Linked DNA regions of Triticum aestivum: region 1 is linked to region 2. The links are chromatin contacts, called in public Hi-C maps. All regions are on one chromosome and are shown on one strand. Each heading gives the region's core, a stretch centred on a gene start, on an enhancer-like site or on the middle of the called end of the contact. The rest is flanking DNA. Distances are from core to core; before and after follow the strand shown.

What was found. Hi-C and Micro-C count contacts between places; a contact is called where the count stands out from the background.
Region 1: a contact with region 2 is called in a Hi-C map of leaf, with 2.9 times the contacts expected there. The contact joins the promoter of LOC123181467 here to the promoter of LOC123181465 in region 2. A contact is called at or near these places in 2 of 5 Hi-C or Micro-C datasets (both in leaf).

What each region holds. Positions count from the first base shown.
Region 1 is chr1D:279,759,008-279,765,141 of IWGSC CS RefSeq v2.1, forward strand. It overlaps LOC123181467 (transcription factor MYC2), which reads left to right and starts at 2,218. Exons shown (of 1, transcript XM_044593726.1): 1 at 2,218-5,008. The coding sequence starts at 2,434. The coding sequence ends at 4,521.
Region 2 is chr1D:279,418,131-279,423,828 of IWGSC CS RefSeq v2.1, forward strand. It overlaps LOC123181465, which reads left to right and starts at 2,534. Exons shown (of 9, transcript XM_044593724.1): 1 at 2,534-3,672; 2 at 4,125-4,286; 3 at 4,377-4,569.

The sequences.
Region 1 (6,134 bases), core at 968-3,467, 340 kb after region 2:
AAAAAAAGTAAAAAAAAAATATAGCAGCCATATGCTATGGCCCTTCGGTCGCCCCGCTATGCTTCCGCTGAAATCTGACTTATTTGCTCCATTCCAACTTGTGACTCTTTTTCCATACCATGATTGTAAAGTTCTTAATTCACCGATAGAAATATGAAAGATCATTATTATCACTACCAAATAATACATTGCAATGTGATTTTATCTGTTTGTAGGCGAGGCGATTCACCGCATACCAACTAAGGATGTCGTCAATGCAAATTAACATGACCTAAAAATACCACCCATTTACAGAGAGAAATCTAAAGGTCACTTGCTCCGGATCTTCGGTCACCCCGCTATGCTTCCACTAGGAATCAACTTAATCGTCATCTTCCCACATACGACTCTACCGTGATTGTAAAGTCCTTAATTCATTGGCATAAATTTGGAAGTGCATTATCAGTATATCAGTAACAAATATTACAGTGCGCTGGAATTTTATCACTTTTTATAAGAATCAATACACAACATACTAACTAAGGACGTCGCAAGTGTAAATTAACATCACCCAAAAATACCTCACTCATTTAGAAATCTAATGCTTACATGCTCTCGATCTCTACTCACCTTGCCATGCTTCATACTGAGAATTAGATTATTCTTTTCATTCACACTTGCAACTCTACCATGATTGAATTCGCCGGCAGAAATGTGGAAGTGTTTCATCACTACAAAAATATGATGCAATGTGATTTTTATCTCTTCATATGAGAGGCGATTCACAACATACCGGCTAAGGACACCGTAAATAACACGACCCAAAAATACCACACCCATTTATGGAAAGAAATCTAATGGTGAGATGCACTGGATCTTTGATCGACCCACTATGCTTCCACTAGGAATAGGCTTATTTTGTCTCGTACCCACTTGCAACTCTATCATGATTGTAAAGTCCTTAATTCGCCCCCAGAAATTTGGAAGTGCATTATAAATACCAAATAAGGCGGAGCAACACGATTTTATCTCTTCGTGTGAGTAGTGGTTCCTAGCATACCAGGTAACATGACCCAAGAATGCTACACTCATTATCAGAAAGAAATCTAAAGGTCACCCGCTATTCTTCCATTGAGAATCGGCTTATTCCTCTTGTTACCACTTGTGACTTTATCGTGATCGCGAAGTCGTTAAATTCATCGACAAAAATTTGAAAATGCATTATTGCTACCAAATGATACAACGCACCGTGATTTTATCTCTTCATAGGGGAAACGATTCATCACATATCGGCTAAGGACGTCATAAATGCGAATCAACATGACCCAAAAATATCGCTCATTTATGTAAAAGAAATCTAACGGTCACATGCTCTGGATCTTCGGTATCCCTGTTCTGCCTGCACTACGATCGATTTATTCATCGTGTTTAATTCGCTGGCAGAAATTTGGAAAGTGCATTATCACCACCAAATAATATGATGATAATACGATCTTATCTCTTTGTAAGAGAAGTGAACCACTACGTACCAGCTAAGGACGTCATAAATGTGAATTAACACAACCCAAAGATACCACCCACATTTACGGAAAAGAAATCTAACGGTCACATGCTCTGGATTTTCGGTCGCCCCCCTATGCTTAGAGTGAAATTTTGCTTGTTTACCTTGTTCCCCCGTACGACTCTTTTTCGTGTCGTGATTGCAAAATAATCCCTCCATTTCTAAATATAAGTCTTTTTAGATATTTCAATACAAACTACATATGGATGTATATAGACATATTTTAGAGTGTAGATTCACTACTCATTTTGCTTCGTATGTCGCTTATTGAAATGTCTAAAAAGACGTAGGAACGGAGGGACTATTTGTTTGAGGGACTTATAATTAAAAAGGAGGGAGTATTTGCTTGAGGAACTTATAATTAAAAAGAGGAGTAACTCATTTACACAGACAAACCCCACAATAAAATAAATCACTGGTGGCTGACAGGCGGGCCCATCCATACTGGATACCCCAAAGCAGGGGAGGCTAAATCCGATTAATGGGTTAAATCGGTCACTGACAACCCGGGCCCTCGCTCGAGACAGGAGGCCACGAACACGGCGGTTACCCCAAAATTCGGGCAGCCAACAAGGAGGAGGAAAGAGAGAAGAAACGGCAGCTGCTGCAAGAACAGCAGAGCAGCACAAATCAGTGCAGTGATTCCCCTATTTTACCCCGGCCAGCTAAATAAGCAGCGGGGGAGCGAGCGACGCATCGGCGGGCGGAGACGTCGACGGCGACCAAACCCGCACAATTTACTACTTTGGGCCTCGCCTCCCATCTTTCCTCCCCACCAATCCATTCCCACCTTTCCCATCTCCTCCTCTCTCTCCACCCACCCTCCCCCCGCGCTTGCTTTCCCTCCCATCCATTCCCCTTCCTTCCCCTCCCCGGACCCCGGCCCCGGCCCGATGAACCTGTGGACGGACGACAACGCCTCCATGATGGAGGCCTTCATGGCCTCCGCCGACATGCCGGCCTTCCCCTGGGGCGCTGCGGCCACCCCGCCGCCGCCGGCCGCCGTGCCGCAGCAGCCGGCCTTCAACCAGGACACGCTGCAGCAGCGCCTGCAGGCCATCATCGAGGGCTCCAGGGAGACCTGGACCTACGCCATCTTCTGGCAGTCCTCCACCGACGCCGGCGCCTCGCTCCTCGGCTGGGGCGACGGCTACTACAAGGGCTGCGACGACGCCGACAAGCGCCGCCAGCAGCCCACCCCGGCCTCCGCCGCCGAGCAGGAGCACCGCAAGCGCGTCCTCCGGGAGCTCAACTCGCTCATAGCCGGGGGAGGCGCCGCCGCGCCCGACGAGGCCGTCGAGGAGGAGGTCACGGACACCGAGTGGTTCTTCCTCGTCTCCATGACCCAGTCCTTCCCCAACGGGATGGGCTTGCCGGGCCAGGCGCTCTTCGCCGGCCAGGCCACCTGGATCGCCACGGGGCTCGCCAGCGCGCCCTGCGAGCGGGCCAGGCAGGCCTACACCTTCGGCCTCCGCACCATGGTCTGCATCCCCCTCGGCACCGGCGTGCTCGAGCTCGGCGCCACCGAGGTCATCTTCCAGACCAACGATAGCTTGGGGAGGATCCGCTCGCTCTTCAACCTCAACGGCGGAGGAGGGGGCTCTGGATCCTGGCCGCCCATCGCGCCGCCGCCGCAGGAGGCGGAGACGGATCCGTCCGTGCTCTGGCTCGCCGACGCGCCGGCCGGGGACATGAAGGAGTCGCCGCCGTCCGTCGAGATCTCCGTCTCCAAACCGCCGCCGCCACAACCGCCGCAGATCCATCACTTCGAGAACGGGAGCACCAGCACGCTCACGGAGAACCCCAGTCTCTCCGTGCACGCGCAGCAGCCTCCGCCCCAGCAGGCGGCTGCGGCGGCGCAGAGGCAGAACCAGCACCAGCAGCAGCTCCAGCATCAGCACCAGCTCCAGCTCCAGCACCAGCACAACCAGGGTCCTTTCCGCCGGGAGCTCAATTTCTCAGATTTCGCGTCCAACGCATCCGTCACGGTGACCCCGCCTTTCTTCAAGCCCGAGTCTGGTGAGATCCTAAACTTTGGCGCTGACAGCACCAGCCGGAGGAACCCTTCGCCGGCGCCCCCCGCCGCGACGGCCAGCCTCACCACCGCGCCCGGGAGCCTATTCTCCCAGCACACGGCGACTGTGACGGCCCCGTCAAACGACGCCAAGAACAACCCGAAGCGGTCCATGGAGGCCACCTCCCGCGCGAGCAACACCAACCACCACCAGAACGCCACAGCCAACGAGGGGATGCTGTCCTTCTCGTCGGCGCCGACGACGCGGCCGTCCACCGGCACGGGCGCGCCAGCCAAGTCGGAGTCCGACCACTCCGACCTGGAGGCGTCGGTCCGCGAGGTGGAGAGCAGCCGCGTGGTGCCTCCGCCGGAGGAGAAGCGGCCGCGCAAGCGCGGGCGCAAGCCGGCGAACGGGCGCGAGGAGCCCCTGAACCACGTGGAGGCGGAGCGGCAGCGGCGGGAGAAGCTGAACCAGCGGTTCTACGCCCTCCGCGCCGTGGTGCCCAACGTGTCCAAGATGGACAAGGCCTCGCTGCTGGGCGACGCCATCTCCTACATCAACGAGCTCCGCGGCAAGATGACGGCGCTGGAGTCGGACAAGGAGACGCTCCACTCCCAAATCGAGGCGCTCAAGAAGGAGCGCGACGCCCGGCCGGCCGCGCCGTCGTCGGGGATGCACGACAACGGGGCGCGGTGCCACGCGGTCGAGATCGAGGCCAAGATCCTGGGGCTGGAGGCGATGATCCGCGTGCAGTGCCACAAGCGCAACCACCCGGCGGCGAAGCTGATGACGGCGCTGCGGGAGCTGGACCTGGACGTGTACCACGCCAGCGTGTCCGTGGTGAAGGACATCATGATCCAGCAGGTGGCGGTGAAGATGGCCACCCGGGTCTACTCCCAGGACCAGCTCAACGCGGCGCTCTACGGCCGCCTCGCCGAGCCGGGCACCGCGATGCAAATCCGGTAATGACCGAATGCCATCCACCAGGTAGTAGCAATGAAACCGTGATCCTATTACTCACCACCGTATGATCGGCGTCGTCGTCGTCGCCGTCGTTATAGCCCGATGGACATCGAGATGGAGAAAAGAAGGCGACGATCGTTCCATGTTGTTGTTGTAAAATCTCTCTTTAGGAGGATGGATGGATGGATGGATGCATGTGTACATCATCATCATCTTGTTGTGTTTTTGCAAGTAGTGTGTTAGCAGAACGAAGCGCCGGATCCATCGTTGTTAATTATCTCATGACCCCTGTGATCGACGACGGTGTATCGGCGTAGCGCTGTTGAACTGAAACTGTATATAGGACAAAGATGGATTGCCCGTCGCCGTTCTCCTCTAGTGTTGTTGCTGTTGTGTGTATGCATGCATCGCTTCTCGTCTTGGCAGAGCGAGCATGGATGATTGATATGGTATGGCTTGCAAAATGAAATGGATCGGGCGTTCTTTTTTATCTGCTCGTATGCTTCTTGATTGTGTTCTCATCTTGTGCAACTTGGCTAAGAGAAGGCGAAGTGGAGGTGGGGGGCATGTGATTTGGGTGGGTAGACCTCGACATCATAGGCACAGTGGCAACACTGGTGGAAGAAGAGAAGGATTAGCGAGGAAGGAGAGGAGAGGCAAAGCAAGACGTAAGCTGCTCTTGGCATAACAAAAGGGAACGAGGAGAGGGGAACCCGTGGGGCCCCGTCCTTCCTTGGCAAGGAGAAGAGAAGTGGATGAGGAGGAGGGAGGGAGGGGACACGAGTAGCGTGCGGCTTTTCTTCTTCTTTCATTCAGGCTTAACGAACCAGGCACACAGACATTGTTGGCGACAAGAAGCCAGGCCTACTGTTCGGCGCTGCCTCTCCACATGCCGATGCCACCACCTGATCCATGTCGAGACTCGCCTAATTTTGTTGTACCCTGGTTATTTCTTTGTTTGTTTCCAGCTAATATAAGTTTTTACAGGCGGTAATATAAGTTTTAATCGCACAAATTAGCAAGAAGCACCAGTGGTCTAGTGGTAGAATAGTACCCTGCCACGGTACAGACAAGTAAAACAAGGTCAGTTTTCCAAATGCTACGACAAAGCCATGTAAAACAGTCCCTAAACCCGACACTTACTATTGGGCTTCCAGTCATGAGATTTTTCCGAATCTTGCAATTTTAGCAAAATGTTTTCTTTGAGGGAATTTTAGCAAAATGCTTCTGAGGTGAGAAGATGATCATTGAATGTTTCAACTTCAGCCCACAGATCGGTGCATCTTTTTTTTCTACAGCACAAGTAAAACAAGATCAGTTTTCCAAATGCTACGACAAAGCCATGTAAAACAGTCCCTAATCCCGACACTTACTATTGGGCTTGAGATTTTTCCGAATCTTGCAATTTTAGCAAAATGCTTTTTTTTAGGGAATTTTAGCAAAATGTTTCTGAGGTGAGAAGATGATCATTGAATGTTTCGACTTCAGCCCACGGATCATTCATTGCTAGAAGGGATATTTATCGTTCTTCTCTTACTCGTCCTTCGCTAGACCTTCTACGGGATATTTGTCATTCATCTCTTACTCGTCCTTCCCACACCTTCTACTTGTAGCCT
Region 2 (5,698 bases), core at 1,284-3,783:
CCCGCCAGTCAGCATGAGCGGCCCACTCGCAACACAGGGGAAACCCCCCCCCCCAACTCCGGCAACTTGGACCTCGCCGCCGACGAGGAATCTTGAAACCCCGAGCACAAGCTCTGCCTCATTTCTACTGTCTTCAACCCCATCGGCGGCTGTGAGATCGTAGCACAAATCTGCTTTCCTGGGATACAAATCCCCTCACGCATCCTCGAACGAGCGCCTGGTGGAACCTCGCCACGGTCTCCGAACCAAGGCGGTTCACGCATGTCGCGGCGGAGAAGTGGTTTTGTATCTCCAGATGGGCTCAATCCCGAATGGACGGCGGTGACCAGGACGAGATGTTCTGCAGCGGCGCACCTGATGGTATCACCCCCAGCAGGCCCTCCCACCGCAGCGCCCGCCGTGGATCTTCTGATTTTGCCTCTGTCCTCGCCCACGCCACGAACGCAACCAATTGTGAGTGAGGGTAGGGAGGCATCCTCAGCCTCTCCGCCACCGTGGCCTCGTCGAAGATCCGCTTCGCCAGGATCCTCAATTCTCCCTCTGCTCGCAGGCGGCAAGTCTCTGCGTACCTGACCGCCGCAGCTCGTGTTTCTGGATCCCTCGCCGCCACCGCCTAATCCGCCGCCTTCCACTCCTGAACCCGCCAGATCCATGCCGCCGCAGCGTCGCGGATCCTGGTCGCTCACTCCACCCATCTCCGATCCCCCCGTCGCCATGGCTATCGCCTGCGGAAGCGGTGAGATCAATCTCACCAACTCCGCGAAGGCTTCCTGAACTTGGGGAGGAAATCGAACGGGGGAAGGGGGAGGGGCCTCGGCTGCCCGACTCAGTCTTCGCCGCCGTGGAGGCATGCCGCGAGGTCGGCGCGGCTAGATCTGCGGTGGGGGCGGCGGGAGGTGTGGAGTCGCCGTGGTTGCGTGGGAGTAACCACAACATACAAAATGCAAGTGGTGGTAACTACCACTGCTTGTAGGAAACATTTGTCATATATACATATATATATATATATATATATATATATATATATATATTCTTGCGCCCCCTTGTATGTAGTATCTGTCGAAACCGAGAGTATGTATGTGTAGTATGTAGTATATAACAATGATTAGGTAGTATATATACTATTTTTTAGGTAGTATGTACCATTTTTTGAGTATGCTCTTTTTTACGTACAAATATGTATGTATTTCACAAATATAACAAAAACTATGGGCTCATATGCAATTTTTTCATGTAACTTGATTTGAAATAGCTTAGATATAGCATATGAACATATTTAAAATAATAAAATAGTATATATAGTACCATATGATAGTATATGAGACATGTGGGGTAACTACCACTGGATGGTAGGATGGATTTTCCCTATATATATATATATATACACTAGTAAGCATGCACGTGCAACGCACGTCTCTCAAATATAAAAGAAGTCTTACTAATTTTATTTATGTTTAATGGAGTAAATATGTTCGTGCATTGCAACAGGAGAAATAAAATTCTTGCGCCCCCTTGCGACTAATATGTGTTCTACTTATACTCTTTCAAAGCTCGCACTCTCATGAGTCGTATTCACCTGGTCACCTCGTCATCAGGTACGCGGACACATGCTTGGGGTTGTCGCAGTCGAACATGTACTTTATGAACTCTGCCTCCTTGCCGGCTCTTGTTGTGTGGCCGTCATGGGCGTGCTCGAAGCAAAACTCGATTTTTATGATGAAGTTGAATTCACTAAAGAAAATTTGAAAATAATAATAATTAAAAGGGTAACAAAATATGTTGTTTAGCATAAACGGGAATGGTTGGGAGGATTTCCAAGGAGTCATGAACCGGAGTCAGAGAAACTCTCATAGGTCCCCTAAAACATTTCCCATCAATCAAAGCATAGGGACTCACCTATAAAGATCCTCACTTACAATTTTTTTAACTCCAGCAGACCTCTAAACCTCAACCCCCCTACATTTCAATGTCCTATATTTTATTAATTTTATGGAAATATCATAAATTCATCATTGTAGTACCTTGCATTTTCATTTGAATGAACATTGGTACAATACAGAACTAACACATGAAACAGACAACCAAATAAAACTTAGTAATTCGAAGGCATTTCTCCTCATTCAAGGAAAATTTCACTCATCGTGTACCGCGTTGCGGAACACATCCAATAGTTATTAATTATTACACTTAATAGTGAAAATACATCTCCGTTAACTCAAAAAGGAACACAAATCAGAACAATCGAATTACCGTGGACCTACACGGCCGGTAAGGGCACTCTCAAATCATCTCAAACACATATGTTTCTCCAAATTCACATAGATATACATATCTAGAATATTTTAAAGTATAAACAAAAGTAAACAAAAAAAGCAAAACAGAAAACAGAAAACAGAGAACAGAAAGAAAAAATTAGAAAAAGGAGGCTGGAGCTTCCCGCGGGGCTGTGCGGCGGCCCATGTAGAGCTCCCCCGACGCGATGGGGCTGCCCTCTGTCTTGCTGTAAGCGAGACATAGGGGCACCCAGGATTCAGAGCCTTTAGCTAAAAAAAAAAGGGTTCAGAGCCCACCGCACATTTCGGCACCGCACATTTCGGCACCGCACTCGACTCCACGGGCAGCGACACGGCCTACGCCGACGAGCACCCGCCGTCGCCCCCTTCCTCGCCCGTTTCCGCCTGAATCCTCCGTCACTCTCAGCCTCCGCGCACCCATCTCCGCCTGGTCGATATCGCTCGTACCATCTTCGGCTCCAACCCCAAGCCGATCCGACGCCGGCTGCCTGTTCGACAGAATGCCTGAGAGCGTGGCGCCCGGCGGGGAGGACCGCATCGGCGCCCTCCCGGACGATCTCCTCCGCCGCGTGCTGTCGTTCCTTACCTCGCGCGAGTCCGTCTGCACATGCGTGCTCGCTCGCTGCTGGCGCCACCTCTGGAAGTCCGTGCCCGTGGTGCGCGTCATGGTGCCGGTGCCCATCGATAGAGAAGGGGAGGAAGAGCTCTGGTTTGTTAATTCGCTGCTTCTCCTCCGCGACCGGGCGCCGCTGCATGAGGTCGATATCAGAACCTACCTCGACGACCCATCGGCACCCCTCAACGTTGAGCTGTGGCTCCGATATGCGGCATCCTGCCATGTTCGGGTGCTTCGAGTTTGGGTGCTTCCGAGTTTACAGTCGGCGTCTGCAGCTACCCAACGTGACTCTCATCTGCCAGCACCTGACAGTATTAGATTTCGCTGGTATGAAATTTGAGGAACACACTCTGAATTTTTCAAGCTGCCCAATGCTAGAGGTATTAAAGATGTATGATTGTAAAATCAGCGCCGAGAAGATCTTGTGCAAATCGTTAAGGCATCTAACTATGGAGATATGCCGTTTTGACCTGTATGGCCGCACTCGTATCTCTTGCCCAAGTCTCACTGCCTTAACTAGTTGACAATTTGGGTTGGACTCCTTCCCTTGAGAGCATGCCGTTATTGGTAACGGCACTTGTCAGGTTTGATGAAGAATGGTGTGAACGTCAAGCGTGTTATGATCATTGTCTTAATGGTGGTTACTATGGGGACTGTGATGATGAGCTATGTCCTTCTTGCCTCTGTCATGGCGATGACTGTGTGCTTCTAAAAGGTCTATGTGACGCTACAAATTTGAAGTTGACAAGTGCTCCTCAAGCGGTATGCTTTCACGTTCACTGTCTCCTAGGGTTGATTGCCATCTGGTCCTGTACATTTGTATCCATCATAGAAACATCTTAGGGAGGCTGCTTATGGGCATTGCATGTATGTTGCCAATTCGCATTTGAACCATTATGTTTCTTTGTAGACATCACCTAATAGTTGGTTCGTGCAATGACAGTACATTATGCATATCAGCATCTGTGTGTTCTTCGTTGCTAGTCTATACTTCTGATGTTTATACTATCCAAAAGCATAAGATTAATATTTATTTTTATAGTACACATTAATCTTTGCCACATTAGATGGTACAGCTTAGTTTATTTCTGATTAAACCAGAAACTTGCAAATCTGGAACCCTGCTGGTAGCTTCTATTCCATTCAGCGTTACTAAATCAAATACTTACAAAGTTAGACCTCAAGTAGAATTTAATCCTCTCCACTTTATCCAGATTATTTGCACCAGGGATTTTAAATGGTGCCATACGTTTAGCAAGTTAAAAACATTGTTTCTCAATGAGTGGTGCCTGGCTGCTGACTTCGGTGGACTGGTTTACTTTCTTCAGCACTCACCAATTCTAGAGAGGCTTACCCTTCAACTTAGACTTCGTGAGGTACTATATGTTTTCTAATTACACCAGTTTTTGTGTTTGAAGTCACAATTGCAATTGGTTGATTTCACTTAGCTATTATGTTTTCTACAGAAACAATCTATGGATGGAAAAAATGCAAGCTACAATCCAAGAAAACAATTCTTGGTATCAAAGAATCTTAAAGTAGTCGAAATCAAGTGTCACAAGGAAGATGAAAGGATTCACCAAATTGTAAAGATCCTTGTCAGCCTTGGAGTACCTCCTGAGAATATTGACAACCAACAGAACGATGTGTGGTCTGATTGTAAGTAACTATTACCACTCCACACTGATTATTATGTTTCTTCCTCATAAAATTCCTGTAGTCAGCATGTTTGTGTAAATACCGACGGAAGAAGGTATCAATTAGTTTAGACAAAGTAAAGGATATTTTAAATTTGGAAAAGTGGACATTCCAACATTTTGTGAAGCTAGCAAGGAAACAATTCCATATCATATTTCAATAAGAATCTAAAGCTAGGTCCAAGCAGCACTGCATGCTATATCATCTTGCACCATTGTGCATCCTTTTGACTGCTAGTGCCACCATACATTACCTGGACCCACAACAGCAACACTGCACAACAGCGAATGTTAATAGGCCTGCAAAAGAGCGAGTTAAGCCTTTTTATCAGTTTCAATTTAAGGAAGTGTCCTTACATGTTCAACAATAAGTAGATTAAGTTGAATAGTGTCAAGCGCCGCGTCCCCCGCGTAGCCCTCCCTGGTGGCGGCGGGGGAACCCTAGATCGAGCGCCGCCGCCCCCTCCCCACCTCGCCGCCACCGGAGGAGCGGCCAGCGAAGCCCGCGTCGGCTCCCAGGAGGGCGGCGGCGGGGCGATTCGGCTGGATCCACCCCCCCCGGGCATGATGTGGTGCCGGCTCCTCGACGGCGGCTCCCCGGCGGCGGCGGCGCTCCTCACCCGCGGTGGTGTTGCCCCGGCTGGGTCCCCTGGAGCCCCGCCCTACCACCACCACCTCGCGCTGGAGCCCCCCTTCCTCCCATGGCCCCAGATCGGATCTGGCGTCCCATGGGCTCTCCCTCCCGTCCAGCTGCTACGGCCCCCTCCTGCCGCTCCGGCGCGGCGGCGCGACCTTGCCCGCGGTGACCTTCCCCCGTTTGCCTCCTGTCTCCCGTGGGCGCAGCTCTTGCTGCTGCTGATTGGGGCGGGTGAGGCCTTTGGGTGAGGTGGCCGGGCAGGCCGGGGCTCGGTCTTGCCTCGGTGCAAGCCACCCTCCGTCCCTGACGGCGCCTCCTCCGAGCTACGGCAACAACTTGCGTATGTGTGGTCACGGCGTCCTTTGGCAGGCGGCTGAAGTTTCACGGTGGTTCTTGGTCGGCACTGCTCCAGTCCCGACGTCCACGGACCTGCGTTCTCCAGTGTGCTTGGTCT